Linked DNA regions of Sus scrofa: region 1 is linked to region 2. Evidence: chromatin contacts called from public HiChIP or PLAC-seq data. All regions are on one chromosome and are shown on one strand. The core of a region is the stretch at or near the end of the contact, and the rest is flanking DNA. Distances in the headings are between cores, read along the strand shown.

What was found. HiChIP or PLAC-seq counts read pairs in DNA pulled down with a chosen protein or histone mark.
Region 1: an H3K27ac HiChIP or PLAC-seq map of alveolar macrophages shows a contact between it and region 2. The contact joins two enhancer-like sites. A contact is called at or near these places in 1 of 47 Hi-C or Micro-C datasets (fibroblasts) and 1 of 2 datasets of contacts at active chromatin or transcription factors (alveolar macrophages).

What each region holds. Positions count from the first base shown.
Region 1 is chr10:53,321,968-53,325,251 of Sscrofa11.1, forward strand. No RefSeq gene overlaps it. Among named protein-coding and RNA genes, the nearest start is that of SKIDA1, 6.5 kb to the right of the region's middle. Within about 2 kb of position 1,339, at least 76 of the 83 cell types and tissues checked have an H3K27ac peak or open chromatin away from gene starts, as enhancers often do. A contact at or near this core is called in alveolar macrophages, where this site is marked.
Region 2 is chr10:52,671,609-52,674,788 of Sscrofa11.1, forward strand. No RefSeq gene overlaps it. Among named protein-coding and RNA genes, the nearest start is that of TRNAN-GUU, 3.6 kb to the right of the region's middle. Within about 2 kb of position 1,578, at least 2 of the 83 cell types and tissues checked have an H3K27ac peak or open chromatin away from gene starts, as enhancers often do. A contact at or near this core is called in alveolar macrophages, where this site is marked.

The DNA.
Region 1 (3,284 bases), core at 89-2,588, 650 kb after region 2:
TTCCGAACTCCTTTGAATCCCGACATTCATTTACGAATCTATACATTTAAAGAGATTTAAAATAGGTTACGATCGGCTCTAACTTTCCAGATCCAGAAAAAAATTTGCCCGCATTTGTCTCTATCTAGTCATCACTTTACAAACATCTATCTATGCTGCTTTCCCTCTTCTTTTCACGTGGAAGTCGCAGGCTTGCCCAGCTTCCTCCAATTTAGCAGCACGTTGTGAAGCCTCCTTCCTACGCGGTCTGGAGTTGGGAACCACTCGCGATCGGACACACTGATCATAAAACTTGCGGCGCCGACCAGACCCGGCCCGAGCGATGGAGTTCGGGGAGGCGGGGTGGGGGCCGAGCCCGCCCGCTGGACCCCTCCCTCGGGAAGGACGCGCTCGGCGAACAGCGGCGCGCGGGCCGAACAATGGGGGCGGCCGGGCGAACGCGGCCGGGATCCCGCTTCCTCTGTGGCGCCGGCCGCGCGCTCGGCCCCCGCCCACCACGGCCCTCCCCGCCCGCGGTTTCGCGCTAGCACTGCCCGCCGCTGCCTTCCTCCCAAGCTCCGCGGCTCGCGGCCCGGCCGGAACCGGCGCTCGCCCCGCCGCCGCCGCCGCGCGTCTCCTTCCTATCCCCGGCTGGCCTTCCTTCCTCCGGCTGCGACACCGAGGCTCTTCCTTCGGCGACTCCAGCTTTCGCTGCGGCCGCTTTCCCGCTATTTCCTTAACATATTTTCTGAATTTCTCCTTTATTTTCAGAAGTGATTGAGATGTCTCACTTCCACCTTACTTTTGATTTGCTCTTTCCCTCTGGAAAAGATTCCCCCAGGAAAGCCAAACTCTAGAAGGAAATACAGCAAATCCAGTGAAATCTTCAACTTTAAGTACATCTTGTATTCTTTTAATTTTAATGCGTTTATGTCGTCTAACCTGGCAAAAGAACTCTCCCCTCAGTTTTTATTTCCTCCTTTTAAATACTGTTATTTTCAACTTTCCATCAAATGCATTTTGACGAGGGCTGAGAATGTGTCCGGCAGCACGCAGCAAATCAGAGGTTTTATCTTACGCCTCCTGGGACGGTAAAAAAGTGGAACGCGGACGAGGGAGCTTCTAGGGAGGAAAAGCAACACAACTCGCTGAAGACGAAGCCGGGCCAGGCGGGGGGAGGCGCAGCGGGGGTGTCGAGGGCCCTCGGGCTCCGGGCAGGGGAGCTGGTCTGGGGAAGAGAGGAGGTTTTAAATAGCGGGGGCCGGGAGGGCGGTGGGCCCGCGCATGACAGTACTTTATGAGAAAGGATGGGGCAGCGGATGAGATTACTTTGCCTTCTCATCCCCCAAGAAAAAACTAAAGTTGGAGGGAGGCGGAGAGAACAGCCATCATTATTTCCTCCCCACGTTTCCGCGGAAGGGCCGGGGCTGCTGCGGGCAAGGAGAGGGCGCGGGTCGAGGCGGACCAATAGCAGTCAACAGGTCCAGGCCGCGGCCGGGCAACGGGGCCGGGCCGCCCGGCACCCCCCCCCCTCGTCTCCCCTTTCCCCCCTTTCCCCTCCCCTCCCCCGCAGGCCCGGCCCGGCAGGGGAGGCCGGCTCTGCACTCCCCGCCCCACTCGCCCCGACTGCGGCCTCCTCGGCCGGGACTCTCGGGGTGGGGGTGGGGCGGGGGTTCCCTGCCGGAGAATCCTCCCCCGGGGCTGGCGGCAGGGGGAGGGGATGGAAATCGGGGAATGGAGGATTAAGAAGGACTCGAGCTCGGCACGAGCGCGGCCCGCGCGAGGGATCCTGGGTAAAAAGTGGCCGCGCGGCACTGGGAGAGCGCGGAGAGGAGCCGGGGTCAGAGGTCAGGGCCCTGGAGCCCTGCGTGCGGAGCCCCCCACGTGAACGCTGCGAGCTGGAGGAACCTTTTTGTTTTCCACCGCGCCAGCATGCTCCCCTATTGACCGAGCTGCTTTTCCCGGGCCGCTGGAGAGAGAAGCTCCATCCCGGATCTCCAACCCCACCCCCCTTCCACCGCCAACACACAACCCAACTCTACCCTTCCTCTCAACTCACTTCCCAGCCCCCCGTACCGGGCTTGCAATAACGCAGTAAATTTGCTTTAACAACAAGTGGGGGTGGTTGCATTTACTCCTCCCTCTCCTCTCTCCTCCCCCTCCTCTAGCTGCGGCTCTTGACACTACTACAAACCAGGACTATAAACATAAACATGTGTCACTGTAACTGGGCAGGTAATATACGGATTTGGGAGTGGGGTGGAGGGGGGGCTTGGTCGCCGCTTGGGGGGCAGTTAAAATGTGTTTCACGTGCTCGCCGGCTTTGGGGGCTCCCCCACACACACCGATCCATTTATATAATGCCGATGGCACTCGGTCACTTACTCATTCAGCCACACAGACCCACAAAGGCGGACTTGCCGATAACCACCGTACCCAAAAGCAAATACATTTAAATACGCCTCTCCTTTCCCAGCCACCACTGCCATTTCTTCTTTTAGCAAGCAGTAGCGTCAATACTTGAATCCCCTTTCCTTTTAAAAAATTCTAGTCCACATTTAGCAATAGAGAACATTTTTCGAACTAAACAGGACGCCGCTCTCTTCCCATAGACAGTAACCTACACATTTTGTGCACAGAAATCCTTTCAAAAAGCAAGTCAGGCTATTTAAAAGTAAGGCTATTTAAATGACTGAGTTCGAAATCTGTAATGTAAAGCCTCTTTCTTGGGCTTTCCCTTCCTGCATTTAGCAACTTCTGCTCTAAGTTGCTGCGGCTGGAGCTGGAGATTCGCCACAGCCAGCCTTATTATTATTATTATTATTTAGTCTATATTTACTATATTTATTGCCGCCCATCTTTTTTCTCTTTCAGCAAGCCTAGCAACAACTGTTTACGGTAGAGTAAAGCGAATCCCCTCGCAAGCTTTTTGGCTTGAAACGGAGGGAGATTCAGAAAATGTTCAGATGGAGAAGTGGTTCCCTTTGTTCTTTCATTGTTTCTCTACGAACTGGTGGATACAAGGACAAACACTTACCTTCTCTTCTTTTTGCTCCCCAAACCAGACGTTCCCATCAGCCTTAAAATACACAATCCACCTTGAAAGTAACTACGAATGTCGGGAGAGTTTGTATTCCATTCTTTTTCGCTCTCTGCCCTCTTTTAGCGTAGGATTAAGTTGCCGAGCACGTTGCTGCAAGCTGTAGCCCCCCGCCTTAGTGAATCGGTCACGTTTAGGACCCTCTAAGTCCATCCTAATTCTGCCAGTAGAATTGAGGGTATTGGAGCTCTAAACTTTCAAAAAG
Region 2 (3,180 bases), core at 328-2,827:
AGGAAAGATGATATCTAGTTGGAGGGATAAAGAAACGTTTCATAGAGGATGAGGCCACTATAGGAGATTGAAGGAGAAATAAGTCTTTAATAGGTAAAATGAGGGTATGTAATAGGCCAGGGAGGGTGTTCTAAGAACAGGGATGAGAGAGGAAAAAAAGGTACAGCAGAAAGGAGCAAGAGGTGGTACCTTGAGTAAGTCATTTAAAGTTTAAATAGGTTTAGGGTTTAAAATTTTAAGCCACTGTAAGCCTTAGTTTCTTTATTCATAAAATGGGTTTAACAATAGTGTCCATCTTGCAAAATAGATGAAAGTAAATGCATGTAAATGCTCTTTAAATGTTGTTATTTATTGGAGCTTAGATGCTATGCAGAAAAATAGAATCATGGCATGTATTGGATTATATTAAATAGTGAAAATGAGGGTGGAAAGGAGGAGACATAGTCAAAGTTTAGAAATGTTGCAAAGTTAGAATCTATGACTTTGTAACTGACTCAAGGTAAGAAATGAAAAACAAGGAACTTGTGATGATGCCAGGATTTCAACTTGGGCTGCTGAAAGAGAGGTAGCGTCCTTAAAGGGCACGGGGAATAGAAACTCACTTTCACTATACCTCGTAAACCCTGGCTACTGGGCTAGTGCTTTACTGGTGATATCTCATATTTGAAAAACATTCTTTTGGTGGGAGCATGCCTTAAATATACAAGAGCACTTGTTATTTATAAAGTCCTAGGATGAATCATTTTGTAATACCACTATGTGCCTTCCAAAATTCTAACAATGCTATGGGAAACTATTCATTAAGTGATCAGTTCATTGAATACCAGCTCGTTACCAGGTACAGTCTTTTCAATGACTTCAAGGTTTTCTATCCATTTATGAGAAGTAGCTGCAAGGAAGAAGCTCTTTCTAAGGCACGGGGCTGTACTTATTCCCCATAACTGAAAATTTATGGAAATAGTGGAAATGAGGGGCACTGGTTTCACCCTTACACCTTGCACTCTGCTTTCACTGGCATCTCACCAAAGGAAGGAGTGTCTGTGCCAGCAACTGGTATTTCTCCTGAATGAATCATCTTTTTAAAAATTAAAAAAAAATTTTTTTGGCTGTGCCTACGTCATGTGGAATTTCCCTAAACCAGGGATGGAACCTGTACCACAGCAGCAAACTGAGCCACTGCAGTGACAACGCTAGATCCTTAATCTGCTGCACCACAAGGGAACTCCCTGAATGAATCATCTTTTTTATCATCTTTTTTTAGTGCTTCATTTGTGGCATATGGAAGTTCCCAGGCTAGGGGTCAAATCAGAGCTGCAGCGTCCAGCCACAGCAACACCAGATCCAAGCCACATCTGCAACCTACATCGCAGTTTGCAGCAATGCCGGATCGTTAACCCATTGAATGAGGCCAGGGTTCGAACCGGCATCCTCAGGGACACTATGCTGGGTTCTTAACAGGAACAACGGGAACTCTTTTAATGTTCACTTTTAATGAATGAGTTCAGAAAGAGAGGCAGGAACAGGAATTTATCGGCACTTCCCCAGTATGGATGAGACAGCAAAAAACTGTTGCCTCCAACTGCTCTCTTTCCATCTGAACACATGGAAAAGAAAAGCTGTGGCTGCCTCACTGATAGTGGTGTGGTCAAGAGAAGGACCGTGGAGCAGAACCTATCAATGTTACTGAGGTAACTATAGGGTCTTTCTGGAGAAGTTTTCCAAGGCTGCTGGAGAAAGTGAAAATCCATGCTGCTCTCCCACCCTCCACCCCTCCTACCATTTCCAACTGGATCCAGGAGTCTACTGGTCTGGACACAGTTGAAATTATCAATGTTATTAGTAACTCATACTTTTTTTTTAACTATTGAGATAAACAATGATTAATATTTAGTTCTATATTCTTTGGTAAAACCATAGAAAATGATTTCTACCTTCAAAAGAGAGGTTCATGAAGAAAAAGCTATATATTTTTAATAATTTTGATTGCAGCATTAGAATTGAATATTAGTATATTATTTCTGGCTCACTTTACCTTTTCTCTTATACCACATTTAATTAAAAATAAAATGGAGATTTTTGATCTGAATAATTTTACAAAAATTTCCAGTTAAGTGACATAATTTTGTTTATCTAATTTTATTTTTTAGGGCCATACCTGCAGCATATGGAAGTTCCCAGGCCAGGGGGCGAATTGGAGCCACAGCTGCTGGCTTACACCACAGCCATAGCAATGCTGGATCTGAGCCTAGTCTGCTAGCTGGATCCTTAATCCACAGAGCAAACCTGCATCCTCATGAATACTAGTCGGGTTCATAACTCACTGAGCCACAACGGGAACTCTGTGACATAATTTTTAAAATGATGGAAAAAAAATATGACATTCTAACACAGCTTTCCCAATTTCCTTATTTTATGTGTAGACCCAATTTAATGGTCAACTATGGAAAACGTATGCTCGATGAATACTATTTTGTGTCATGTTGCTCTTGGCTTGCTACACTGATAACTGATCCTTAGTCAATAATTTTGAATGAGAATGATATTTTTAGTGAGTTGGACATATCATTTAAGCTTGAACCTGGCTAGAAGGATCTGACTCCCCTTTACTACACATCAGTTTTGAAATGTGACATCAATTGACTTGAAAATTAGTCTCGTAGTTCTTCTCTTGCTTTTAGAGACTCCTGGCTCAGCCTTCTCTTTTCATTGATTACCTGGTGCCACAATCTTCTATTTATTGAGAACATTTCTCTAATTCACTGGATTACTTTTAAAATTCTCACTAACTGGATTTTTTCCACCTTAAAAATTCAGTCCCCATCCTTTGAAAGTACAGGACTTGAAGAGAGTTAAGGTCCTGAACAATATATTCATGGAAATCCTGTGAGCTGCCTCGTCTGTTGGTGTGAAGCAGTAGGCACAACTTCTGGGAGTGTTGGATTCATGCTATCAGGAAGGTCTATACCCAGCGTGGTCCATCTTGCCTTGTTGGTCAAGACAAGTGGATCCCATTTGCAAGATGTTGTTGTTGTTTTTGTTTTGTCTTTTTTTTTTTTTTTTTCCTCTCTAAGAAGGAAATAAAATATACAGGCCTATTAATCTGCAAAGGTCAGCTTCTTTGATAGTAATTTAAAGTTGCAATATCACACAAAAAAGAGGTAAAATGCTTGGTCCTCTTCA